4 separate regions of the Mus musculus genome follow, and regions 2, 3 and 4 are each linked to region 1. Evidence: chromatin contacts called from public Hi-C and HiChIP or PLAC-seq data. All regions are on one chromosome and are shown on one strand. Each heading gives the region's core, a stretch centred on a gene start, on an enhancer-like site or on the middle of the called end of the contact. The rest is flanking DNA. Distances are from core to core; before and after follow the strand shown. Region 1 has its middle 9.0 kb from the start of Gm34777. Region 2 overlaps Gm34983 (a long non-coding RNA gene). Region 3 has its middle 42 kb from the start of Gm34983. Region 4 has its middle 66 kb from the start of Gm34983.

The links. A called contact is a pair of places that touch in the nucleus more often than the background predicts. HiChIP or PLAC-seq counts read pairs in DNA pulled down with a chosen protein or histone mark.
Region 2: a Hi-C map of bone marrow-derived macrophages shows a contact between it and region 1, with 33 read pairs. The contact joins two enhancer-like sites. A contact is called at or near these places in 8 of 39 promoter capture datasets (3T3-L1-derived adipocytes, the C10 cell line, the HPC-7 cell line and 4 more), 1 of 15 datasets of contacts at CTCF or cohesin (CD8 T cells), 7 of 484 Hi-C or Micro-C datasets (DN3 thymocytes, bone marrow-derived macrophages, liver and 3 more), 23 of 115 datasets of contacts at active chromatin or transcription factors (the 230-238 cell line, CD8 T cells, bone marrow-derived macrophages and 15 more) and 1 of 9 other capture datasets (embryonic stem cells).
Region 3: a BATF HiChIP or PLAC-seq map of CD8 T cells shows a contact between it and region 1, with 12 read pairs. The contact joins two enhancer-like sites. A contact is called at or near these places in 1 of 39 promoter capture datasets (liver), 2 of 484 Hi-C or Micro-C datasets (CD4 T cells and liver) and 2 of 115 datasets of contacts at active chromatin or transcription factors (CD8 T cells and embryonic stem cells).
Region 4: a BATF HiChIP or PLAC-seq map of CD8 T cells shows a contact between it and region 1, with 11 read pairs. The contact joins two enhancer-like sites. A contact is called at or near these places in 4 of 39 promoter capture datasets (liver, neutrophils and pre-B cells), 2 of 484 Hi-C or Micro-C datasets (embryonic fibroblasts and liver) and 2 of 115 datasets of contacts at active chromatin or transcription factors (CD8 T cells and microglia).

What each region holds. Positions count from the first base shown.
Region 1 is chr10:99,240,350-99,243,819 of GRCm38.p6, forward strand. No RefSeq gene overlaps it. Among named protein-coding and RNA genes, the nearest start is that of Gm34777, 9.0 kb to the left of the region's middle. Within about 2 kb of position 1,947, at least 147 of the 459 cell types and tissues checked have an H3K27ac peak or open chromatin away from gene starts, as enhancers often do. A contact at or near this core is called in CD8 T cells, bone marrow-derived macrophages, hematopoietic stem and progenitor cells and 2 more, where this site is marked.
Region 2 is chr10:99,465,836-99,469,305 of GRCm38.p6, forward strand. The region is part of intron 1 of Gm34983 (a long non-coding RNA gene); the gene reads left to right. Among named protein-coding and RNA genes, the nearest start is that of Gm35035, 6.9 kb to the left of the region's middle. Within about 2 kb of position 1,891, at least 71 of the 459 cell types and tissues checked have an H3K27ac peak or open chromatin away from gene starts, as enhancers often do. A contact at or near this core is called in bone marrow-derived macrophages, hematopoietic stem and progenitor cells and neutrophils, where this site is marked.
Region 3 is chr10:99,415,604-99,419,073 of GRCm38.p6, forward strand. No RefSeq gene overlaps it. Among named protein-coding and RNA genes, the nearest start is that of Gm34983, 42 kb to the right of the region's middle. Within about 2 kb of position 1,643, at least 37 of the 459 cell types and tissues checked have an H3K27ac peak or open chromatin away from gene starts, as enhancers often do. A contact at or near this core is called in CD8 T cells, where this site is marked.
Region 4 is chr10:99,392,174-99,395,643 of GRCm38.p6, forward strand. No RefSeq gene overlaps it. Among named protein-coding and RNA genes, the nearest start is that of Gm34983, 66 kb to the right of the region's middle. Within about 2 kb of position 1,573, at least 83 of the 459 cell types and tissues checked have an H3K27ac peak or open chromatin away from gene starts, as enhancers often do. A contact at or near this core is called in CD8 T cells, neutrophils and pre-B cells, where this site is marked.

The DNA of each region.
Region 1 (3,470 bases), core at 697-3,196:
GCAAGTCTTATAAAAGACAGTATTTAATTGGGCTGGCTTACAGGTTCAGAGGTTCAGTCTATCATCATTAAGGTGGGAGCAGGGCAGCATCTAGGCAGTCATGGTGCAGGCAGAGCTGAGAGTTCTATATCTTCATCTGAAGGCTGCTAGTGGAAGACTGACTTCCAGGCAGCTAGGGCAAGGGTCTTGAAGCCCACACCCACAGTGACACACCTCCTCCAACAGGCCCACATCTTGTGCCACTCCCTGGGGTGAGCATATACAAACTATCACAGAAAGGAACATAAGCTAGGGAGATAGCTCAATGGGTGATATCCTAGCCTTGCAAACACAAAGACTTAAAGTCTGTCCCCTAGAACCAACATAGCAATGTGCCATGCACTGACAGTCCCTTCACTGCGGTGGCGGGGAGCACTAGTCTAGCTGGCCAATGAGACAGTGTCTCAAAGGCATTGGGTGGTCCTCCTGGGGATGACCCTCTGCCAATACTTGGCCCACACACAGATATGCAACAACCACAAACTAAGTGAGAGGATCCATTCTTGCTTGCATACTTCACCTTCTACAAGGGAGAGAGCTGCTGGCTCTGGTTGGGGAGGGGTTACAAGGCTTCTGTGTCTTTTCCTTTCTTCACCTATCTCAATTAATAAGAACATTGTGATCTGTGTGGTCCTAATGAAAGGTTCCACACGTTTACCTTTCCCCTATCACCCTAGAAGGCACTAGATCAACGGGTTCTCACATGGGCATTGTGACCTTTTGGTGGGGGGAGTAAATTCTAATGACCCTTTCACAGGGGTCAAATATCCTGCTTATCAGATATTTACATCATGACTCATAACAATAGCAAATTACAGTTATGAAGTATCAAGGAAAATAACTTTATGGTTGGGGGTCACCACAACATGAGGCGCTGTACTAAAGGGCTGCAGCATTAGGAAGCTTGAGAACCACTGTACAAAAAATTCTAATGCTTGAAGTAATTTACCCTGTTAGCCTTAGGATGTGGAACACAGTAGAAACTGAATGAAATGACAAGATATGAGAATGAGAGAGAGAGAGAGAGAGAGAGAGAGAGAGAGAGAGAGAGAGAGAGAGAGAGAGAGAGAGAGGAGGCGTGTATTTCTAGCCCTGCAAACAGTGGCATTTCCTGTTCACCCACTCACTACCTAGCTTCCAGTCTCAGGACCACATAAGTATGTTACATACATTATCTCCTTTTGTCCTTTTATCTCACAATCTCCCCCCGCCCCACACCCCCTCACCGCGAGACTAGTGAGACCCTCAGAGATTTATCAATTTGATGTTTTAGAGGCTAGAAGCAGAATAGGGATTTGAACTGAGGCCCACGTAGCTCCAGTTTTGGTGTAGTTTCGTATATCCCCAAGTACCCAGGCACAGGCCGACTTGCACACTTCCCACACCACATATTGCCCTCAGTGCTCCCTGGTGTCAGGGATATTGTTACAATCACCTTCTCTGGCTTTTAAAAGCATGATTTTCATGGTAGCTCTTTTACCTGCTGTCTGGAAAAGGCCATAAAGATCCCATAGCCTGCTATAAGAGCAACCAGCGGCTGTCAGCCAGATGCTGTCAGGGTGGCGATAGAAGTGTATGGCAGTTCTAGTTGGACTACCCAGAATCCCTCTCTCGACTTCCGTTGTTTATTCCTCTTTGGTTCTTTAGCAACTTGTGTACCCGTCTTGTGGGACCTGTTCGAAAGGGATGCGACCTGTTGAAATGATGCGCCCGCGAAGCGAGACAAGAATCCTGTCTGCACCCCACACTGTTTGCTTTGTGAAATTCCAGACTGTTTAATCTGCCCTACCTCATCCTCATAACTCCAGATTCCACTTTTCTTAATGACTTTCCCCTCCTTCAGTGCCTACACAGTTATCTTTGAAGAAGGCAGAAAAGCAAAGATGAATCATGTGCAGGAAGTGGGGGGGGGGGGGAGGGGGAAGGAGTGTGGTTGGAACAGCAGATGGCTGAGCGTGTGGGCACAGAGCTGTCTCTGTTGTTCCTCCCGCCACGCTCTGGAAACAAGTCCCTTGGAAGCATATATTCATTCCAGGATGGGGGCTGCATCTGCTTTCAGGTACTAACATGTAAATCCACATCCGCCAGGATTCATTGTAGGTATCCTAACCCTAGGCTCAAGCCCAGGTTGGACTATTATCCTGTCCTTGAAGTTTTGACCACAGACCTTCTAGACTAGACATAAGGTGATAAACTACTTCAATGAGTGGAAACAAAATTTCTCATGCCATCTTTTTTTTTTTTCTCCTGCAGGATATGAAGTAAGTGTGTGGGTATTTCTCATGTGTTGACGTGCCAGCTCCCTGACCTTCTAGGGGACTGGCAGATGCTTCTAGAAAAGCTGGACTGGGCTTTCAGGGGAAAGTCTAGGTTAAGCAGAAAATCCCACTTTGTTCCACCGGGAGCTTGTGGTGGTCTGTATGTGGAAAGAACAGGAAGACAAAAGTTCTGCATGCTGGCGCACAAGTACTGACCAGAAAGCACACTAGAGTTAGCTCCCCAATGTACGCACGCAGGCAACCGGAGTCATTTTGTTTGAATAGCTGGACTAAATTTCGAGAGCTCACAGCAGCGGAGAGTTGGAAAGATCCTGTCTCAGAAGGCTTCATTTTGCCCTTTCTTTCTTTCATTTAAATTCCCAGATGCCATTCACATATACGCTAGAGAAAAGGCCGTAATTATTTTACTTCTACATGGATGTACTCATTTAACGAGTGTCTTGACTGCTTTCTCTCTATTTCTGCCATTACCATCTGGCCTCCAGACGAATATCACAGCACACAGGTATGCAGAAGTGTTTTTGTCCTGTTCTCCTTAAGGTGATAGGTATTTTGATAAAATGCGTTTCTAGAGTTTGGGATATGTCTTAGCACAAGCTATTATTCGTGACTTGGAAACCAAGTGCTGTGGTTTAAAACTTATTTGACTAATGGACAGCTTAAAAGACACTCTTAAGGGACCGAGGAGATGGCTTGCTGTATATGCGTGAACTTCTCAGTGTGGGTCCAAGCACCCACATTAAAAACAAAAAACAAAAAACAGGAATAGCAAAGTGCATCTGTGTCCCAGAAATGTATCAGCAGAGACAGGGGCACCCCTGGGCCTTGCTGGCTGGCTGGTCTTGCCAAATAGATGAGCTTCAAGTACAGTGAGAAACTTAGTCTCAAAAACAAGGTGGAGAGGAATAAACTACATGACATCTACCCTCGGCCTCCACATGTACACATTCATGCCCAGCTACGTTTAATGACAAATAATAAGCATCGTCTGATTAAGTCTCCATAAACTCAGCACACAAATCAATAAGCAGGGCTGTAGAAGACATTTCCTAAGTTGTACATCACGATCGTAAATCCTGCTAAGAGTAGAATTTCCACCCCCATCGTCATTATGATGTAGTGACTTTCTAGCTGAAGAATCTTTCAGACTGA
Region 2 (3,470 bases), core at 641-3,140, 230 kb after region 1:
TGCTTCCATTTTGGTTATGTGTGAATAGAAGTGAAATAATTCAAGTACCGTTGGAATGTAAAACCCCAAATCCAGAGGTCTTCGTGACAGTATGTCATCATCTCTACGTGGTACAGTCAGGTGCTCTCAAAGGGAGCAGAATTTAGGAGAGCGAAGCAGGTGGTAAAAGCCAATGACAACCTAGGTTTCAAGCTTAGCCTGTTATTAGTATGCTTTGTCATTTTGGTTTTTGATGAGCCGGGGTTCATTTAGCTCCAACTGACCTTACTGCTGTTAAACCCCATCCCACCCCCATTTGTAGTCATATTCTATATAAACATAGCCTAATAAATTAGCAATTTATTTATAAACTAAAGAGGCAATTTTCTTTCTAAGTACATAGGTATGATAGTCTACCAGGGAAGGACAGGTGTCTCACCAAGCCCTCTGAGGTCTTTATTGACATAGAGAATCATTTATTTGAATAGCATTATTTTCAGCATAGAAAGGCATCTCAAAGCAGAGAGCCCTTGCAAGAACAGGTGTTGCTTCTTCCCAATTGCTTTCCTAACATGCTGTTAAAAGGGAGGAACTTCTTCTTCTTCCTCCTCCTCCTCCTCCTCCTCCTCCTCCTCCTCCTCCTCCTCCTCCTCCTCCTCCTCCTCCTCCTCCTCCTCCTCCTCCTCCTCTTCTTCTTCTTCTTCTTCTTCTTCTTCTTCTTCTTCTTCTTCTTTCTTCTTCCTTTTATTAGCTCTGGGGATTTTGGATAAATTCGTGGTTCTCTTCTCATCTGCCCCAAGCTTCTTGGGATTAAAATTCTCATCTCGTTTTGTCTCCTGTCCTCAGGATCTGACATGGGACTCCATCACTCCACTGATGTCTGTTGTATTTTCCTTTACTTGAGGCAGGGATGAAGGTCATGGCTGGAGGGAAGTCAATCTTTAATGATTGGGTTGGAAGTGAAGGGGGTTGTACTGAATTTGTATAGACAGGAAATAAAACAGGTCTACCTGGTAGGAGTCAGACCCAGAAGTTTCTCTATGGTGTGCTACTGAAGAGGCAGAGGCCAAAGTCCAAGGACTAGCCCACTGGGAAAACAAATAAGAGAGCCAGACTGTGCCTGCACTAGCTTATGCATATTTGGGGGCTGGGAACAGTTGGGTGATTTCTGTTAGTGATGGGCGCTAGAGCCACCTGTGTAGTCACTAGTAATACTGTGCACCTCAGAACTTCTGATGATGCTTTCTGAGTGCCCTCTCTCTCTCTCTCTCCTTTTTTTCTTCAGAGTTCCATATACCCCAGGCTCATTCCTCAAAAAAGCATCTTGAGGAACCATACATTTAGCGACTCACTGTTTGGGAGATCATCCTGTCTTCCATTTTCTTCTCCCCGTAATTAGAGTCATGGAGGTGATGGTACAGTTTTGGGTCAGGGTCTCTCGCTCTTTCCTACTGCAGAAGATGTGTTTAGCTGAGATCTGGGGTGCCTGAGGTCCCTCTTTGCCTTCCTTCTTCTCCTTGGTTAAGTCATAACCACCTTGCCCAGCAAATGCTAAGTCATCTCCCTTGGCTTTCACTGGCTCAGGAAATAGAAACTTAATTCTGATCTCAGCGAATCCTAACTTGATTAGGAAATGAGAGAGGAGGTACGAAGGAGATGGAAGTGTGAAGTTCCTGCCAGACCAAACACAGTCTAATATTCTACCAGTTGCCTCCCGTTTGGTTTATTTCTGTAGCGAATGCCTGGCTCATCAGGATGCTAAAAGTAAAAGCACCGACTCCCAGGACCAGCAAGCTGACGTCTCTGCTGCGAGGATGTGGACTTGGCTTCCATCTCTCAGTGTTTCTGCTTCACTGGAACAAGGAAACAGAGGGCTTTGACTTTGTTTTCTGGTGTCCATTTGCCTCGCCCCTTTTTCTTCCTTCCTTTCTTACACAATACAAGTGACCAAAGCCTTTCCCCTTTCACCACTGTACGGATGTAGTGTCAAGATAAAGAAAAACTATTTTCTCCCCAGCTTTGAGAGTAGGGAGGGATATTAGTTGTTGAGCTTCATAGAAAGTTACTGATTCGGGATTCTTTGGATTTTACAACACAATGGACCAGGGAAGAAGAGAGGCTCTTCATGTTGATTTGAATTGCTCTTTCAATAGGCAACTACCGGACCAACTAAGAAGTAGCAGTTTTGACTTATTTAGGGTTGTGTAAACAAGATTATAAGTGTGCTCTTTTAGGTCAGATTCACGGAGGATTTATAAATGCAGAATGCTGGAAGTGAGACCTGGAGAGCTACAGCAAGCAGTACAGAGATAGGAAACAGGACATTCTTAGGGTCGACCAGACAGACTCAGTATGATCTGCCACATTTACCAGAGTTCTAAAAAGCCCTGCTCTCCAGTATACAACCAGACTTGACCTCCAAATCTGAGTCCATGAGAGTGTGTTTGTAACATTCTGGGGAATTGGAGAAGTTCAGGCCTACCCACATCATCTTAGCTACAATGTAATATTTATGAAGTTTGCCATATTAGATTTCATGAAGAGGTGAAGTTATTATAAGAATTCTAAATGATCTCAATTAATTTATAATTAGAGCCTGAAGAGGAGCCAGAAAGCGTATGAACTCAAGTTTTAGAAGAACTGAACTTTAATATACTTCTCTGTTCTACCTTCTCCTCCACCTTATATAACATTGTGTGATTGACTCATTCACCCCGTCTCCCTCCTACTTCCACCAAGTTATCAAGGTAAATTCTCAGTAGTGGCTCAGACATTTCTAGACAGGTCATAGCTGTCTAGATAGGTTTTGTTTACATCTACAATGTTTAAAACTTTTCCAATTTATTTTTACATTATCATAAAAAAACCAAAACAACAAACAACAACAACAACAACACCCTATGTTTTTTGACCTCTGTTGTAAAAGGAAGAACTGTTCAGCTAGACCTGTAAATTTCATGGAGTAACCCTCCATCTCATTCCCAAGAGCTGTGAACTACATATAGACTTTGTCACAGCTCCTACTATCCTCTAGTGTCTCCTTGACACTGGTGCTGGGTTGACTTTTATGATCAAACTGGACTATTGTGCCAAATTGTAGGATAAAACCTGGACTTTTTCCAAGTAATGAAAAACAGATGGGGATGTATGTATCTTATTCCATGAAAGGGAGAAGTTGAATCTACTACTTATAAATACAAACTCAATTCTCAAAGATTTAAGCTGTGACCAGAATTTCTCTCGTGCCCTTCCCCCAAACTTGAGTTGGCTAAACAAATCTCCATCTAAGACTGACAACCAGGGACCTGGGGCCTGGCCTACATTTGCATCTTCCTGACTGAGCCTTGAGTAGCTGACTGCCTACTGAGCTTACTTTGCAACTCAATGCAGTCGAAACAAAGGGATGGGGTTTTGGGTTTTGCCTATATAAACTCAGGGCTGAAAATTAAACTTTGTGCTTTGATCAGAGAACCTTTGTCTTGGCTCCTTAT
Region 3 (3,470 bases), core at 393-2,892, 170 kb after region 1:
AATATCCTTTCAAGTTTACAGAACCTCTAAGCACTCTAAACTTTTAGAAATTTATTTTACATCCGATTATTATTTTCAAAGATATTTAAGGAAGAAATAGAAAGTTATTTTCAAAGTTTTTTTTTCTTAAAGCTGAGGTAGAAAAGAGTTCTAAACATCTCTGCAGTAACTGGATTTTATATTCTAAATGTTTCTTCTCACACCAATGATCAAAACAATATTACATTTAACATACCTTTTAGGCATACTATAAATATGAGATTATTTTACTAAAACGTTACTTGAGTTCTTACCTAATTTTAGTTCTATATTTGGTCTCATTATAATTTGACTCAGGTCTCTTCAAAAATCAATGTTCCCAGTTTGAGATTTCATTAGCTACTTACTTATGACTAGAGGTGTGATTATCTAAAATTTCCTGCTTCGTTCTTATGAGCGCTAGATCAGATTTGAAAAGTAATTATCCCATTTAATTTTAATATTTTTCCATCTCTGGTTATGAAGTAAGCTAAGAAGGTATTTATTCAATCAGAGAAGTCCAGATCCTCTACGTTTTAATATGGTTCTTGAACTTACGGTTTTTACTTGAACTTATTCAAAGTAATTTCTCAGTTACTTGGTGGTTTTCATTTTTAAAACCAGCATGACGGCTCCCCTGCAGTTCTGTGACTTAACTGGGGACCCTTTACTGTACTTTCTCTGTGAAGGAATTGCATCAGCTTGGGTTGGTCACACAGTGTCGGCCACTTTTCATGCAAGCAAGGCTTGCTGGAGCCACGTGTCCCAGCCCAGAGCAATCAGTGAGGGCTTTGGCATGCTCCTCTTGCTAATCACAGGAGGTTAACGAAATTGTAAACTCTGAGATAATGTTACTTTGGGAAGAGACCTGGGTCCAATTATCACGGGCAATTCTCAAATGGAATTAAAATTAGGAAGAAGGAAGTACCAGTTGATTGCGATCTGGCCAATCTCAGCGCTGCAAGGGTCAGATGTTTTGTATTTATTCAGGTTGTAGTTCACTCGTCCACAGCTATAGTTGAAATTAAGACCTCATTTTGGGGAACGTGTGATCATTCCCTGGCATGGTCTGCCTGTTTTCTTTAAAAGAGATGCATCAAATTGGAAACTGGATGAACCGAAAATCAATGAGCAGGAAAGGAACGAAAGGTCTAATTTGTTAAGAAATTACACTGATGATAATTGATAAAAATTTGAGGGAGAAATCAAAAAGAATTTTTTTCCTAAGGTAAATTGCAAAGGTGGAATTAGAAAAAAAAAATTCCCTCAGTTTTAATATCTCATCTGCATTCAAATTAGGTTTTATTGTATTCTTTCAAAACCACAAAAACAGATAATTATCTCAAAAGGATGTTATAGAAATTGCCACTTCAAAACAGAACCACCAAGGCCCTGCTTGCTACTTGGGTAGGCAGGAAGTGAGTTTGAAAAAAAAAAAAAAACCCAACACACAGAAACACTAAAACTTTTCTTCTTTTCTTTGTGACACTTTCTGACTAAGATCCAGACAATCTTTGAAAAATCTTAAAATAAGGATCTTCCATCTTCTTTAGATGTCAGGGTGAAGAAAGCACAAAGCTCCCAGAAGTCTCTCAGTGACAAGCACTGCAGTTGTCTGCAGGCCCCGTCAGGAAGGCATTGTGTTCTGCCCGCATTAACAGAGTTCCTCGTAGGTGGTGGGTGCCAAGATCATCCTGGACTCAGGAACCAGATTTTAGTGGGGGAAAAACATCTAAAAGGAAGTGAAAATGAATTGAATACCAAACTTTTTTTCTGTTTTTTTTGTATGTGTGTGTGTATGTATGCACATGTTTATGTAAGTGTGTTCATGAGTGTGTGCTTATGTATATACATGGATATAAATAGATTCGTTTGTATGCATGTAGAATCCAAAAAGTTGAAGTCTGGTATTTTTTTTAATCACTCTTTCTTTTGTTCTTTCTTTCTTTTTTTCTTTCTTTCTTTCTTTCCCTTAACAATTAAAAAGTTTAATTAAAATATAATCATTTCATTTCCCCCCTCCTTTTGTGATGGTTTGAATGAGAATGGCTCATGTAGCAGGGACAGCAGGGCTGCCTCTTTGTAAACGCTGTCCCCACCCCCATACTCCCCCCTCCCGCCATCCCACCCTCGCTCCGCCCCCAAGCAGCTCCTGCAGGAGGACCTGTTTGAGGACTGCTGAGAGACCAAGGATTGCTCATGCAAAGAGTGCCAGCCAATCAGGAACTGCTATTTGGAAGAGGTGTTTTCTTGGGACCAATGGGGGCGCGGGTGGAGGGTATTAAAGGAGTTTGCTGCAGGTTTCTCACCTGCTCTGTGTCATTGATTCTTCACCAGCTCGGTTCCAACCCCCAAGGGCAGGTAGAGTCCTTTGGAGAGCTGTCCAGAGCACAGGCAACAGGACTACATAAGCTCATGTATTTGAATATTTGTCTTCCATTTGGCGGCTGTTTGGGAGATATTAAGAGGTGTAGTCTTGCTGTGGGCCAGTTTGAGGTTTTCAAATCATCTCACCATATCTATTGCGTTCTCTCTCTCTCTCTCTCTCTCTCTCTCTCTCTCTCTCTCTCTCTCTCTCTCTCTCTCTCTCTCTCTCTCTCTCTCTCTCTCTCCTGCTTGCTCATTGAGACGTGAGCTTCCAGCATCGCTCCAGAAACCTGCCTCTTGCTCCCACTGTTCCACCATCATAGACTCATTCTATGAAACCATAAGCCCCAAATAAACTTTTTTTTTCTATGATTTTCATGAACATAGCATCTTATCCCAGCAATGACAAAGCAGCTAAGACTCCGTTCCTCCCTCCAACCTCTCCTGTGTCCTCTACCTTTGACATTTTCCGTGTTTCTCTCCTTACTTCCTTTCAAATTCATGGACTCTTTTTCATTATTGTCACACACTGAGTGTTGTTTGTGTGTATGTGATTTGAGGGGATACCATTTGGTGTTGGGTAATCAATTAGGGGGCTCATTCAAGGGGAAAACTAATTCTCTCATTTGTTGCCTGTGTTTGGTTTCAGAACTTCACCCCCCACCCCCCAAAAAGGGACTGAGGTACAGATTTTACATATCAAAGCAGGTTCTCCCAGCATCCCTCAGTCCCTGACTGGCATACCCTGCCCCCAACCTTGAATTTTCCAGTCCAGGGGCTGGGCTGCCCTTCCCCCAGGGACTCTTCCCTACATAATGCAGAGATTTTGATCTCTCTCTTCTCTCCCTCTCTCTGCAAGAGCATCCTTTCTTTCTCTTCTGCCTCCTCTCCCTTTTCTCTCCCCATGGTGACTTCCCTGGCCTTGATCTTTGGGTCCCCAAGAGCAGCTTGCAAATAAACCCATTTAGTGTAATCTAACGTGGCTTGAATGGACTCATTTCACTAGAATAGGCATTTTGTCACTTAAAGAACTTGAGGCTCAGCCAGCAGTCAGAGAAGGAATTCAGTATTAATTTATACTGATT
Region 4 (3,470 bases), core at 323-2,822, 150 kb after region 1:
CACGTATATTTGTATATTGGGTTGTACCTTAAGATAGTCCACGTACCATATATTTGGTGGCATCGTTATGAGGTATAACAACCTTCTGTAGCCAAAAGGTTAGCGGCCAGACATCTGATACTTTCACGTGGTAGAATGTTGGAGGAAGTAATTAAAATATTGCCATGCCAGGTGGGTAGCTTTTGATTTTGCCTTTCAGAGCTGTTTGGATTTTATAACAAATAAGGAACTATTTTAGGCTTTTAGGTTTTAGGTTCCACTTTTAAAAGTACCTTAGAGGCAGATGGAGTCAATCTTAGCACTGTAGAGACAGGCAGGCAGGTCTCTATGACTTTGAGGCCAGCCTGGTCTACACAATAAATTTCAGGACAGCCAGTGCTACATACTATAAGACATTGTCTAGAGAAAACAAAACAAGGGCTAGAGATGTGGCTCAGTGTTTAAAGCATGTACTGCTCTCTTCCAGAGGACCCAAGTTCAATTCCCAGCACCCACATCAGGCTCCTCACAAACACCTGTAACACCAGCGCCGGGGAATCTGACACTCCCTGCTGGGCTTTGTAGGAACCTGCACACAAACACAGCACATACACATAAATAATAAAACAGAAAAATAAGTATTAAAGAAAACCAAAACAAAATATAACAAGTTCTGTAGGAAACGGAGTTGTTACTAACAGTCTGAATCATTTCAAAAATCAAAACATGGCTTTAGTGAAGCATAAAGACATTGAATAAGCTGTTAAAGAGCATTATCTTAAATACCAATCACTGGACATGTGTATGTGCATGTGTGAGTGTGTGCAAGCATGTTGTGCTTAAGTCATGTTGTGCATAAGCTTCCCTTGGGCCCTTCCAGTCACTGACTCATCTAGCACTCATATGAAGATCAGCTTTGAGTGTGACGAGGGAACTCACCTTTTTTTTTTTTTAGCGCAACATCAGACAAGGTTCTCCAATGTTATGACGGTATGCCACAAGTCTGTTCTTTGTTAGTGTTGTGTACTATTTCCCTGTTAATTATTGCCACATGTAAATATTTAGGTTAACACCTCCCAGGGTAGAAGGATCCTCTTTCTCTTCAAAGGACAGACCATCCCTTGAAAAATCCCCTCTCATCAGGAAGTGTGCGAGCAGAAGACAGTGCTTGCTGGAGACTACAGCCTTTTCTGTCATCGTAGAAAACACAGAGCTCCCTTTGGGGTGCTAAATATAAGTAGTGGTTAGATTAATTTCCCTTCTTGGTTTTGCCACATTGGTGAATGGATGCAAGATGCTAGCCTCATGAGAGAGAGAGAGAGAGAGAGAGAGAGAGAGAGAGAGAGAGAGAGAGAGAGAGAGAGTCCTAAAGCAACATAAAAACATTTTGATTTAATTTTTGGATGGTGTAAAATTTTAGAACAGGAAATTAAAAGCCCACATAGCTACCCAACAAGATGGTGATAAGACATGAAAGAGTCTTTCAAATGAATCTGAGGCTAAATTTAGGAGAGTGCTTTCTGTTCAGGCCAGCTGTGTGCGGAATGGAGCGAGCCGAGCAGAGCTGGGGACGAGCAATCACGGGCAGTTCTCCATTTCCCCTTGACTTCCTTCGCAGCCAGGCTTCATTTAAAACATGTGAGTTCGTGAGAATTACTGTAACAGGAGCTGCTCCCACTCTCCAGATACAAAAGTCCATGCCAGAGGCAGACAGGAACACTGGGCGCCTTGCTGCTTACATCTGAAAATGAAAATTGAGAGCTCAGTGACTCAAGACTAGTTGGATTTTTGTTTTTGTTTTTAAGGTGTGTTCTGTGATCTTCAGTAAAACACTAAGCTTTGGCTGTAGAAATTCTCTTCTGAAAAAGAACCACAGGTTCCACAAATGATCAGGAAGGGCCTGGGGCTGGGGCTGAAGCCGGACACCTGCAATCCCAGCATTCAGTAGGTGATAGGAACATAATGCAAGTTCCAGGCTAGCCTGGGCTATGCAGCAAGTCTGTGGCCAGCCTGGGCTATGTAGTAAGACTTTGTATCAAAAGGGAGAGGGGAGAGGGGGGAGATGGGGAGAGAGGGGGAGAGGGGAGAGGACGAGAGAGGAGGAGGAGGAAGGGGAGAGGGGAGAGAGGAGGAGAGAGGGAGGAGGAGGAGGGAGAGGGAGGAGGAGGAAGAGGGGGAAGGGGAGAGGGGAGAAGGGAGAGGGGAAAGAGAGGGAGAGGGAGAGGAGAGAAGGGAGAGGGGAGAGGGGAGAAGGGAGAAGGGAAAGAGAGGAGAGAGGGGGAGGGGGAGAGGGGAGAAGGGAGAGGGGAGAGGGGAGAGGGAGAGTTCTTATTTACCTTATTACCAGGAATAATTCTGTTCCCCTTTCAACCTTTTGGGCTTTTTTTCTCTGTGAATTTTCCTGAGCCTTAGTTGGAAGTGTGTCACCAGGTATCACATTTGAGCCCTCCATGGTCATTTACACCCTGCATTGTGACAGTTGAGGTGGTTCCTAGAGATTTTTTCATAAATATCCATCCCAAATCATCTTTGAAAGACAGCAGCAAAACACTGGTTTTGTGAGTTCTGGGCTCAGAAAGATCTGGGCCTAACTTCCTACCTCTTTCATTGGCCCATCTTATATTGTCAACTTTGAATTGTCTTTCTAAGCAACACTGCCATAGATGAACCACCTGAGGAAGGGTTATGGTAGAGAATTTGAAAATGAGGCCTAAGCATGACTGAAGAACCCAACCTGCCTCTTTTTGTGTCAGAATGCAAGGCTCAACTTCCAGTCACTGACCATGTAGGGGATTAACGAGTACCTCAGAACCGTGAGTTCTTTCAGGTCTCTCTTTGACTGACAGTTGCCAAACATTTTCAGTTTTATTTTGTGGGCATAAATTTTCCAAAAGTGTACCAACCTACAAACAGAGCTAGCTATATGATTGTGTTTCCTTGTTTATCATTTTATTTTGGTGAACAAGTGCTGGGGTTGTTGATGGCGAACCTGTTGTCTGAAAGGTTGAGTTAAGGGGCTGAGAAACTTGAGTGTTCATGGAATGCAACTGAAAGCTAATATTGTCACAGATAATTACTTTCTCAAAAAGACCACTTGAAACCAGAGTGTTCAGGCCAGCGAGGCAGACAGTGCTGTAAAATGTAGCTGAGCCTAATTTATTTGATTTCATCTTGTTTTATAGACTGATGATTACTGTAGGCTCAAGTCTAGGGGACCAGAATTTTATTGCAGAGAAAATCCTTTCCCCCTCCTCCTCCCCCACCCCCTCCTCCTCCTCCTCCTCTTCTCTAGCCTTCCTTCCTTTATCTTTTTTGGACAAGGTCTTCTTATATAGCCCAGGTTTTCCATAACTTTCAAAATAGGCCAAACTGGCCCTTAACTTATGATTTTCTTCCCTCCCCTTCCCATCCTCCCACCTCCCAGTTCTTCCTTGAACAACTCAAAAAGAGTTATCACAGTTTCATGTGTTGGGAGCAAACCAAATTTCATA